Linked DNA regions of Ovis aries: region 2 is linked to region 1. The links are chromatin contacts, called in public Hi-C maps. All regions are on one chromosome and are shown on one strand. Each heading gives the region's core, a stretch centred on a gene start, on an enhancer-like site or on the middle of the called end of the contact. The rest is flanking DNA. Distances are from core to core; before and after follow the strand shown. Region 1 has its middle 29 kb from the start of PXT1. Region 2 holds the start of SRSF3 (serine and arginine rich splicing factor 3).

Region 1 (6,174 bases), core at 2,210-4,709:
ATTTCATATAGTTTAAAAATTTTAAAGTCCGCATTCAAAATTTTATTTCTTTTGTGAATAGGCTATTGAGGTTTTGTGTTAAAATTCACCAAGCCCAAGTTTATGTAGATTTCCTTCTATGTTTTCATCTAAGAGTTTTTATCGTTTTGCATTTTAAATGTGTTTGTGAACAATTTCTAGTGAATTTTGGTGTAAATTGTAAAGTTTGTGTCTACAGTCTTTTGAGTGCATGTGGTTTCCAATTAATTATTCTATAGCTATTTTTTGGAGAAGTCATGGGTTATTTGGCTCCATTTCAGTTTGATTTTCCAAATTTAATGGCTTCTGCAGGCTTGCCAACTGGGAGCATGCACTTCACTTAACTGGGAGGTCGCAGCCTGCACTTCCCAACCAGCCAGCAGCAGTCCTGCCTCTCTGACCCCTGAGATGCATTTGTGTTTCCTTCCAACCTGTTACAGCCCAGGGTCTGAGCGTCTCCCCTTCCTGTCCCCTCCACAGCCCACTGCCTTTCAACAATGTTGAAGGTGACCCGAAGGTCTAGAAATCTCCTCACCCTCTGTGTCTGAGAAATGGCTTCCTGTGAAGAACCTTCCCCACAAAGATTCTGCTGGAACTCAGGATATCCCCTTCCTTTTTTTCTTTTTCTTTTTGCACACCCCACCCTCACCCCACACAGCATGTGGGGTCTTAGTTCCCCGCCCAGGGATTGAACCCAAGTGAGAGTGAGGAGTCCCAACCATTGGACTGCCAGGATCCACCCTTTCCTGACCAGGCCACACAGTCCCAGACCCGCCCTGGGCTTATCAGCCGGGAGCTGACCCGCTTCCCAGGATCAGTCAGAAAAAGGACCTGACCCATGTGTTCCCCACCTCCCGGCGGAAACTGCACTCACTGCCCTGCCTCTCGGCAGAAGGCCCCTCAGGGCATCTCCTGTCTGGCCTCTCATCCTCAGTCAGGGCACCTGACTGCCCCATGCCCAGGCCTCAGTACTTGTGTTTACACCTCTCCACAGAGAAATCTCCTTTGCCCCAGCTATCCAAATGTTTGCAGACCTTGTCTCTCTTATTCCAGCATTTCAGCCTCAGAGTTACCTGTCACCACTCAGTCCCTGCAGAGGCCAGAGATTCTTCCTGGAAGGAAAGAGTCTAGAGAAATCACAGGGATAAATACAGAGTGCAGCCAAGCCTTGCCTGTGCTGATGCCCAAAAGGGTGAAGAGGGTGAATGATTTCTGGTGAGAGTTTTAAAGTCCCCCAAGTAATAGATCATCTGTGAGCATACTGTGTCTTCCTGCTCATTCTAAATGCATGTCATCCCAGAACTTTAATGGGGGAATTTATCTCCGAAATATGCCAAGTGGGGCTTATGTTTAAAAAACAGTATCGCAGTACCTCTGAGGGTTTACACACACAGCAAGGATGCTGTTTGTTCAGACACTGGCCGAGAGCTTGCCAACAGAAGCCTTGGCCACGACCCTCCTCCCACAGGTGAGCCTCGTCAGGTGCCCAACCCCATCGCAGAATCCTAGATTGGCCGAGGGCCTGGCAGGCAGCTGGCTAGAGATGCAGACAAAAGAGAACCGCCCAACAGCCAGGGGCCACCCTGGAGCGTGGCCTCAGAAGCCTGGTCCAGCCAACAGCATCTCCATGCCAGGAGCCACACACCACGCCTGGAGCTCTGCTAGGTGGGGATGTGCCAGGAAACCGTGAGTTAGAAGGAGACGTGATGGCAGGCGCAGTGAGAGCAGCTTTGCGCTGAAAACAGTTTCTGTTCCCACTGCTGCCACCGGCTTGGTGTTTGGTCTCCAGCAGGTCAGCCTGGGCTTTCTCACCGGTGGAGAAGTGAATTGGATGCCAGCTTATTGAGTTTTCTCTGAGTTCGAGGTGCCTCTTCCAGCCCCATGGGCACCTCCCTCCCACTTAGGCACCTAGTTGTTTGGGGTCCTCAGCTGATGCAGGTGTAGTAGATTTCCACCGGTCCTTTCCTAAGGGAAAGCTGGGAAGGAGGGTGTGGTCTGTTGCAGAGACGGATCTCCCCGCACCTGGGAGGACAGGACACGCCGTTCCCCTTTAGCTCCTCTGATAGCCCACCCCTGTCATGAGCAGGTGAGTGCATGTGGCTTCTTCCCAATCGTGGTGCAAAATGTAGAATTTCTCACAAAGAAATTTGACTTTAATGAGAGGGTAGATCATGGGAGAGAATAATTAGACAGTATACACATGCCAGGGTAATTTTAAATCAAAGCTTTTAGGCCAAGTTATCTTAGTTACTGCATTAACTGTTGTCAGCTAGCGGTTTCAATAACTGTATTATCAGAATGCCTGGCAGTGAAATTGCTTTCTGCAGCCTGTTCATTGTGACCTCAGAGTCAGTGCCTGGGCTGGCGTTAGTGTGTGAGTGTGTGTGTATGTATGTGAGAGAGAGAATATGAGTGTGTGTGCACACACACTGGGGGGAGGGGGCTTCTTCCTGTTTTTTTCCTACAGTAGTACCTTGTGTTTATTTATTATGTATAATAATTTGTATCTCCTAATCCCAAACTCCTAATTTATCCCTCCCTCCTTTCCCCTTTGCTCACCTTGAGTTTGTTCTCTATGTCTATGAGTTTGTTTCTTTTCGTGTAAATGTTTTTTAGTGTCATATTTTAGATTCTATATGTAAGTCATACCATATGGCGTTTGTCTTTGTCTAACTTACTTCACTTAATATGATAATCTCTAGGTCCACTCATTGCTGCAAATGGCGTTATTTTGTTCTTTTTTCATGGCTGAGTAATATTCCATATTAGTTGTATACCGTATCTTCTTTATCCATTCATCTGTCGATGGGTATTTAGGTTGCTTCCATGTCTTGGCTATTGTAATTAGTGCTGGTGTGAACACTGAAGTGCGTTTCGAATGAGAGTTTTCCCTGGATATATGCCCAGGAGTATCACTGCCGGATCCCATGGCAACTCTATTTTTAGTTTTTTGGGGCACCTCCATTCTGTTCTCCATAGTGACTGACTGATTTAAAGCCAGCTCATGTGATTTCAGGCGATGCTGATTGATTTAAAGCTGACTGACTTAAAGTAGTGGGGTGGGCTAGGGAGGGGCAAGTGACCTGGGAGGCTTTGAAAGAGAAATGCCCCCCTCCGCAGGTCACTTCTTTGTGCTTGGAGGGAGATGAGGAAGCAATCAGGCAGCAGATTGCCCGGAGCTGGGGAGGGAGGGAGGGGGAAGGGCTGGGGAGGGAGGGAGGGGGAAGGGCTGGGGAGGGAGGGAGGGGGAAGGGCTGGGGAGGGAGGGAGGGGGAAGGGCTGGGGAGGGAGGGAGGGGGAAGGGCTGGGGAGGGAGGGAGGGGGAAGGGCTGGGGAGGGAGGGAGGGGGAAGGGCTGGGGAGGGAGGGAGGGGGAAGGGCTGAGAGCGGGCCTTAGAGCAGATGGTCACTGGAGGGCGCCAGAGCGCCAGCAGAGCCTCTCGGGCCGGCCCTCCAGGCTGGGAAAGGAGCTGGAGCCGGGGCGGGTGGAATCCCAGGGACGTGCCCAGAGAGGAGGGGTTGGGTACCGGGAACTTCTACCCCGGCCCAAACTGCCTCGCCTCACAGAGGGCCCAGAGGTCTACCTTCAGCACCCGATGGGGACACTTCCAGCTTGGTCGGGTGGCGCAGTGGTTGGGCAGCCTGAGAGGAAGCCTGCGGTGTGACTGCCCTTTGTTTCCCCGGAGGCGGGGCTCGGCCCAGAAATACTGGGTTTGACTCCTGGGCTTGCAGTTTCTAAGCTACAGGCCTGCGTGCGTGTTGGCATCTGGAAAACGCGGCTGTGGTCGTGAACATGGAGCAGGCAAAAACCCATCCCTTCCCATCTGAGCCTCTTCCTCTTCCCTCCCCCCGCCCCTTTCTAGGGGGATCGGACCTAAAGCCAGATCATGTGACTTAAAAGGGATGACTTCGTTTTCTTCCAATTTTTAAAAGACAGTGGGCCATTTTCATGGGCCCCTAAAAGTATGGAGGCCCCTGCACTGTGCCTGCGATAAGTCAACCCAGCGTTTCCGTTTGCGTGGTGCGTCTCCCTAGAGCTCTTCATCACTTCCCCACCCCCAGCTGCGTGAGAGTGGAAGGTGCTCAGGGCTCATCAGGTCCAGCCTGACAGGTAAGAAAACCGAAGCAGAGGAGAGAAACGACTGTCTGAGGCCACCCCTCGACAATGACAAGGACTAAGCCAACCTCTGACTGCCAGGTCCCAAACCAACACAAAAGAGAGAACTAGTTTTCCTGTTTGGGAAAAAAAAAAAAAAAAAAGATCTGCATCATACATTCCTTCGTTTATTCCAGCTCCAGCCACGTGCCAGGCACCATGCTGCTGCTTGGGACAGGGCACAGAGTGCGGCTGGCAGGAGGGACTCCAGGAACCAATGACTGTCACAGTCCTCACCAGCGACGCAGACGAAAAGTGCACTGTGCTACAAACAGAAAGCTGAGCAACAAAACCCAGCATGGGAGGAAGAAGAGGCTTCCGTTATTTATTTGAAGACCTAAGAAAGAAGAAATGTCTGAATTGACCCAAAAATTATTTAAGGGGAAAAAAAAAAGGAATAGAAGTGAGAGTTGGCCTTTGTGGTACTACAAAACCACATAATCAGGATCTGATGGTACTAACCAAAGATTGACAAGTATCACTGGAAAAGAAGAGGGTGCCGTATATGTGTGTGTGACATTAATTTAGTGGGGAAGGATAGCTAATTTGAGGTATGATAAAACCACAGCTGGCTCTCTACCTGGAAAAAAATCTGTCTTTGGACCCTCACCTCCCACCAGTCACAAAAATCAGTTCCAGATGGATTAAGGCCTAATGAATTGAACAATAAATAGCAACCCTAACAGAACTGGAAATAGAAAACCATGTGCCCTGAACAAGGGTAGCAGAGACTCAACCAGGACAGGAAACTCAGAGACTGTAATAAAAAGTGAAGCACATATGTGACTGCATTAATTTTTATACGTGTGTCCAAAGATACCATAAACAAAATGAAAAGAGGATGGATTGGGGGGAATTCCAAAATTTCCCGTTGCAATGCAGATGGCAGATAAAATGCCTGCGGGCTTCCCTGGGTGGCTGAGTGGTAAGGAGTCTGCCTGCCAACCCAAGGAGACACGGGTTTGATCCCCGAATCCTGGGAAGATCCCGCATGCTGCGGGGCACCTAAGCCATGTGCCACAACCACTGAGCTTGTGCTCTAGAGCCGGGGGCGGGGCGGGGTGGGGGGGGCCGCAACTACTGAGCGCACGTGCCACAACTGCTGAAACGTGTGCTCCCCAGAGCCCGGACTCTGCAACGAGAGAAGCCACTGCAATGAGAAGCTCATGTGCCGCAACTGGAGAGAAGACCCAGCACAGACAAGTAAATACATTATTTAAACAGTAAAATGCCTGTGACCGGTCAAGAGCATCTCTAAATTGATTTTTTTTTAAAGACAAAGAACCTTCCCAGCAGTTCACAGTGCAGCAGGATTTATCAACCTCAGCACTGTAGACACTGGGTCTCACAGCCCCTTGCTGTGGGCGCTTTATAAGATACATAGCAGCATCCCCGGTGCCTACCCACTAGATGCCAGCCTCACCCCTCCCCAACTCACGAGTTGTGATAACCAAAAATGTCTGCAGACGTTGCCATATGTCCCTGGGGAGGGAGAAAAAACCGCTCAGTTGAGAAGCTCTGCAGTAGAGCGGATCCACTAATAAACATGTGGCAGGATGCCTCAGTAGTCAGGGACAGGCAGAGAGCAGAATCAGATGTCATTTTAATGATAACACACCTATTCCTAGCATGAATGCAAAGAAAAGGATGTGTGGAGGATAGCAGTAGGACTTTAGAGTCTCCAAGGGAGATCAGTCTGATAATGCAGAAGGGAGACACAAAAAGTTACTTGCCGGGGCTTCCCTGATGGTCCAGTAGTTAAGAATCTGCCTTGGAATGCAAGGGACACAGGTTTGATCCCTGGTCTGGGAAGATCCCACATGCTATGGAGCCAGTAAGCCCAGGCTCCACAACTACTGAGCCAATGCTCTCGAGCCCAAGAGCAGGAACTACTGAGCCCACGTGCTGCAACTACTAAAGCCCACTTGCCCTGGAGCGCGTGCTCTGCAACAAGAGAAGCCATTGCAATAGAAAGCGTGTGCACTGCAACCAAGAGTAGCC
Region 2 (5,757 bases), core at 1,191-3,690, 180 kb after region 1:
CGTGATAATACGCCATCGTCTCGGTCAAATCCTGCAGTTTGCGTGAGACGTGAGAATTCAGCCAGAGTTCCGCAGACTTTCTAGGCTTGGGCTTTTCTCTAACTGTGGGACCCCGGTTGGCACAGTCTGGTGGCAGCTTAATCACAAAGGCTCATTGACCTTGGGAGCAATTCCTAAGTACTTTCCTAAACGTGATGGTCTTAGTTCCAGCCTAACCGCTTACGAGGATGAAGTAATTAGTGAATACTTTATTTAATACTTTAATCTCATTAGGAGCAAAACGTTTTATCAGAGTGACAGCGAAGGTGTTCTTAAACCCCCGCCTATTTGGAGGTGAGGGAGACGGGACTGAGGATAACTTGGAAGTCAGCAACTGGGGAATTACACCTGAGGGAACTCGGGGCCTAAGACACCCCACGGCCGCCTCTACGGACAAGGCGCCAAGACCTGAGCGCGCTCCCAGCAACCGCGATTCTCGCTGCGTTTGTAGCCACTACGTCACGGCGTTCTCCGCCTCTCATTGGGCGAGCCCATCCAATCATGTGACTCTGGTGTGTCGTATAAGTAGAGGCGAGGAGACGGCGGTGGTCCGCCATTTCGTGGACGCCGGGTGTGCGAGAGCATCCGGGGACGCCGGACGGGAGGGGACCGGGAAGACCTAGCCTAGGTTCTGTGGATTTGGACCTCCGCATTTCTAACCCAAGATCTCGGTAAGCGAACGACTACTAAAGGAATGAGGTGGGAAATGGGCCTTAAAGGGGCCGAAGTGGGGATAGGCCCAATGGCGGCGGCAGGCTGAGACAAAGAGACGGTGCCGCCATTTTGTGACGTTCAGCTAGGGGCTGTGGCGGGGGCTTTCAGCCCCTCGGAGATATACCCAGGCCTCAGAGTGGAGATGTTTTTAATCCTACACTGGGAACGGAGAGGCGGTGAGCCGGGAAGGGAGATTATCCGAGTCGACTCAGTAGTCGGTTGTACTCCAGGCCGCGGCTTTTCAATTTGTGGCGCCCTTTTTTTTTTTGGGGGGGGGGGGGCAACACGTTTCCTTAAGTAGCTTATCATTTTTTTTCCTTCAGGTCACTAATCAAAACTCAGCCTTTGGAACCATATTAAGTGATTTCTATGCTCACTTTCATTTTTGTTTTTTTTTTTTTTTTCTTAAACTTGAGTTCACTTTTTACAGTCGGGACCCAATAACTTTTTTTTTTTTCTTTTAAACAGACCTTTCTTGAGCTGAATTGTTCTTGTGAGTTTTCCTGTTGATGCATGGGCCTGAAACTGGTCACTGTAAAGTTTCTGGAAAGGGGGGAAAAAACACATTCCTCAGCAGTGATTTGGTCTCAGAACTCCAGGTTGCAGGGTGGGGTCACGCAATTAGGATGTGTCTGGACTGGTTTTTTTTTTTAATTGGATAAACCCAGAGTGAGAAAAAAATGGTAAAGCCCTTGAGCTGAGTTCATGGGCAGACTGCTCTTTTATGCAATGGATAACTTGCCTATAAGCTGATGAGATATTGCTTAAGTGACTGTGTAAGTATCTAAAGTTTGTAAAAATGTAAGCCCCCTAGGTGGCTTAAATTTTAAGTAACAAATGTGTTTTCTCTGAGGTGAAATTAACATAAGCTTCATTTTAAAGTGCACAATTCGGAGGTATTTAGTATGTTCACATTGTTGTACAGCTATCACCTCACTAGTTTGAACTTCTTTTTTACCCAGTGAAGTGACCTGTATACCGAAGCATCGATTCACCTTTTGCCCTGTCCTCTCTCCCCAAGCCCCGGTACCTACTAAAATGTTTCTGGATTTGCCCGTTTTGGATAATTCACATCCTTGGAATCGTAATATGTGCACTATTTTGTGTCTGTTATCTATAACAGTATACTCTGACGCTTCATTTCACATTTGTAGCATTTATGGGTACTTGATTCTGGAATAATTTGGATAGTACATTTTGCTTATCGACCTGTTGCTGGATATTTGGCTTGACACGTTTGGCTATTGAGAATAGAGTAAGGTACATTTTTTAAAAACAGATTTGTCTTGCATTGTGAGGAGTGATGCTGGTTAACTTGACCTGTGAAGGCACATTAGTATCAGTTTTCTTGGTGATTGTCTTAAGCGAGTTTCATTTTGTTTTTGAATTTGCTTCTGAGTAGGTGATCCTACTCTTCCAGGTGAAATTCATTGGAATAGGTAGAATCCTTAGTTTCTACTTTGGTAAACACTCCTGGTGTGTTTTCTTCCCTGACTCCCCACCTCCCCCTGCTTTTCAAGGAGGCTTTTTTCCCCCCTTCTTTCACAATTTGTTTTGGCTTCTATGCAGTTAACGGTAACTACTGGGATAGTCCTAGCTTTTTGGGTTTTAGTATTGAGTTCTTTCCTGAGTCTATTTTTCACTGTGGACTATAATATATATATATATATGTTTTCTAATTGCAGAAATGCATCGTGATTCCTGTCCATTGGACTGTAAAGTTTATGTAGGTAATCTTGGAAACAATGGTAACAAGACTGAATTGGAACGAGCTTTTGGCTATTATGGACCACTCCGAAGTGTGTGGGTTGCTAGAAACCCTCCCGGCTTTGCTTTTGTTGAATTTGAAGATCCCCGAGACGCAGCTGATGCTGTCCGAGAGCTAGATGGGAGGTAATTTGTTGATTAATTTAATTAATGATAGTTTATGGTGTTTTAATATTTAAAATCTCTAGGATATATGGCTTTTAGATGGCTTCTTTGCTATCTGAAATTGATGTTATTGGAAATTTACATAAAACCTTTTTTTGGCAATCAAAAAAGTGAACAATTTGTGAAGATGGGAAGTTTTTTTATTCAGTTGGCCATTGGAGAAAATAACTGTAATGGTCAGCTTGGGTGTGTGACTTCATGTGGTTGAAACATTTTAATCTAAATCCACCACAAAGCATCAGTCATGTTGTCGCCTTTGAATTGTGTCTAAAATAATTGTGGATCAATCATTCCTCTTAATGGCCACAGATTGATTGTAGGTGGATATGGTTATATGGGTTTATTGTACTATTATCTTTTTTTGATACATGTTGGAAATATTTGTTTAGGAAATGTGGATCATATAACAATATTTCCCTTTGTATTACAATATTCTGTTAGCTGACTGGTAAGTTAACACCTGAGTCTTCAACAGTGAACAGGTGTTGCCCTTCTTCCTGGCATTTGAAAACTTGGGTTTCATGAAACCAAGGAACAGAATTAAGATCCAAAAATTAAAGGGTCTGCAAGTTGACTATAAAGATACGTAAAAGGTCATTTTTACGTAAAAGGTCATTTATCTAAGCAGATTACAAAAACATTTTTCCAGGGCCCCACCTCTTCCCAGTCACTGTCCACATATGGTGGCTTATCTAAACTTAGTGATGTGGACCATTAATGAGTAGGTGGGATATAAAGGTCTTTTTTTTTTTTTTAATTGTTCTCAGCTACAGTTTCTTACATTTAAACTGTTGTGTGATGATTGAAGGGAAAGGAAAATGTAAAATGTCCAGGATGCTTCTGTCCTGTTTACTGATGTTTGCTTAGAGGGAATGGGGAGGAGAGAGACCAACAAATAGTCTTTATGATTGGTAAACAGTTGCTGCAACTTCTGAAGGAAGAAGTCAAAACAGGATGTACATATGAACTAGCTTGGGGGATGAATCTACGTTTTCATACTTAAATTTTAACTGTTAGCATTGAGCCCAATGATCAGACTAACAGCAATAAAACATAAGGAAGTTGGTTTTCTTTACTAGAAAAATAAGGAACTAAAACTTGCTTTGGTATTAAGGATTCGGCAGACATTCAGTTGGATTCTTTGCAAAGAAGCTAGCTATAAGGGGGGGCTTTGTATTTGTTTTTTCCTTGCTATAATGCACATCTCTTAGAAAATTAGTTTGGCTGTTTTAAATTTACTGTTTTTTGCCTCCTAGAACACTCTGTGGCTGCCGAGTAAGAGTGGAACTATCGAATGGTGAAAAGAGAAGTCGTAATCGTGGCCCACCTCCTTCTTGGGGTCGTCGCCCTCGAGATGATTATCGGAGGAGGAGTCCTCCACCTCGACGCAGGTACTTAGAGAGAGCGTGTTTAGAGGTGTTGGTGTAGCTAATAGGAACAGGTATCTCTCTCAGTTTGTTGGTGGGTTTTAACTTTGAAGAATCAGGTTTTTATGAAACGTTTGTTGGGTGTAGTTTGGGATATGTGAGTTGTGCTGAGTGTTGGCTTTTGTCTTTAGGTCACTGTTCATGTTGGTAGTCAGTAACTTCTATCTTGGATCTGTCTTCTAGTTCATCTTCTAGTTGCATCTTTCCAAGTCTTCCCTTATACTTCAGTTTAGGCCTTTTTCCATTTCTTGACTCCATAATGACAAACATTACATTCAACTCTAGCTCTTCACAAAAATGTGTTTTCTACTGTTAGCACGATTGTAATATTTATCAAACAGGCAGCTGTTTTATTGTTACAACTGGTAAAGTAGAAATCATTCTGAAACTAAAGTCACTGACCAATAAAGGGGGCTAAAGTAATCCCAGTCATCTGTTCTTCAAACCCAAATAGGAGAGAATGCAGGTTTTTTTTTATAATTGAAAATGGCATCATTCTTGGACCAGGCAGTATTGTCTGGATGCTAACTCCACATCTCCTCAAACTTCCAAAATAGTTTCTATAGGACTGAATTTACCTCTTACAGGTGAGTGAAGTCCTAGGAGATAGGAGTTCAAAATCTTGCCCCTTTTGCTGTTTTGAAAAACAAAACAACACACTGTTGCCCATCATAATAAAGAGTATTTGTTAGCTAATAGATGGTTGTACTGATGGCTTGTTTTTCATTTTTTTTTGTGCTTTTTGGTCCATCTATTAATAAAAATGAACCCCGTTACAGAGTCACCATCATGTCTCTTCTCACCACCCTCTGAGTCTGCATTAGCCAGTCAACTAGCCCTTTCAGCGTCATGTGACCAGCGCGCCCCATTCAGCTTGGCTGGTGTCGTTTCACATGACCCAGGCATGGCCAGTCGTCAGGTTGCACCGCCCTTTGGTTCCCGAGCATGCTGTTTTCTCTCAGCCTTCTCTCCAACCTTAACCAAATCGGCAGCAGCCACCTCGACCGCCCACACATTCCTGGCCAATCAGCTCAGCTGTTTATTTACCAAATGTCTTCACAACAACTACAGCAGCAGCCTTCGGCTAACAAAAAAGCAGGAAAAATCCACAACACCCCCTTCGCCAACCAACTAAATCCAACGCAACATCTGGCAAAACCTTTTCAGCAAATTCTTCCTGGCCGTCAGTCCGGCAGCCTCACCTCACCATTTCTAGCTTGTTGAAACCCAAAAACTAGTAAGTTTTTCCTGCTTATACAGTTTACTGCTGGTTAAAATAAGGAGTAAGCGGCTTAAAGTAATTCTTTTTTCTGGATCAAAGGCTGGCTGTGCATAATTGAATGGTAACGTACATATATATTGCTTGAATAAAACTTTTAAGGGTGATAGGGAACTCATAATGTAACTAGACCTTCAAGTGAAACTTATTTGCATGTGTGAGATGCCAAACTAAAAATTTTAATAACTCTAACAGATTTAGCTTTCCTTTCTAGCAAAAATTTGTTGAATCCTATCACCTTTAAATGGTTTTACTAACAGTTTTCAAAATTTTAAAATTTTGGGGGTGAAGTGGGCCAAGCTAAGGTAATTTTGATAAGTCTAAACACACTCTTAAATGTAACGATCACAAATGCAGTTCTAATGT

The links. A called contact is a pair of places that touch in the nucleus more often than the background predicts.
Region 2: a Hi-C map of blood shows a contact between it and region 1, with 3 times the contacts expected there. The contact joins the promoter of SRSF3 here to the enhancer-like site in region 1. A contact is called at or near these places in 3 of 16 Hi-C or Micro-C datasets (blood, muscle and tail adipose tissue).

What each region holds. Positions count from the first base shown.
Region 1 is chr20:10,427,767-10,433,940 of ARS-UI_Ramb_v3.0, forward strand. No RefSeq gene overlaps it. Among named protein-coding and RNA genes, the nearest start is that of PXT1, 29 kb to the right of the region's middle. Within about 2 kb of position 3,460, at least 27 of the 54 cell types and tissues checked have an H3K27ac peak or open chromatin away from gene starts, as enhancers often do.
Region 2 is chr20:10,605,970-10,611,726 of ARS-UI_Ramb_v3.0, forward strand. It overlaps SRSF3 (serine and arginine rich splicing factor 3), which reads left to right and starts at 2,441. Exons shown (of 5, transcript NM_001195316.1): 1 at 2,441-2,646; 2 at 3,942-4,076. The coding sequence starts at 2,441.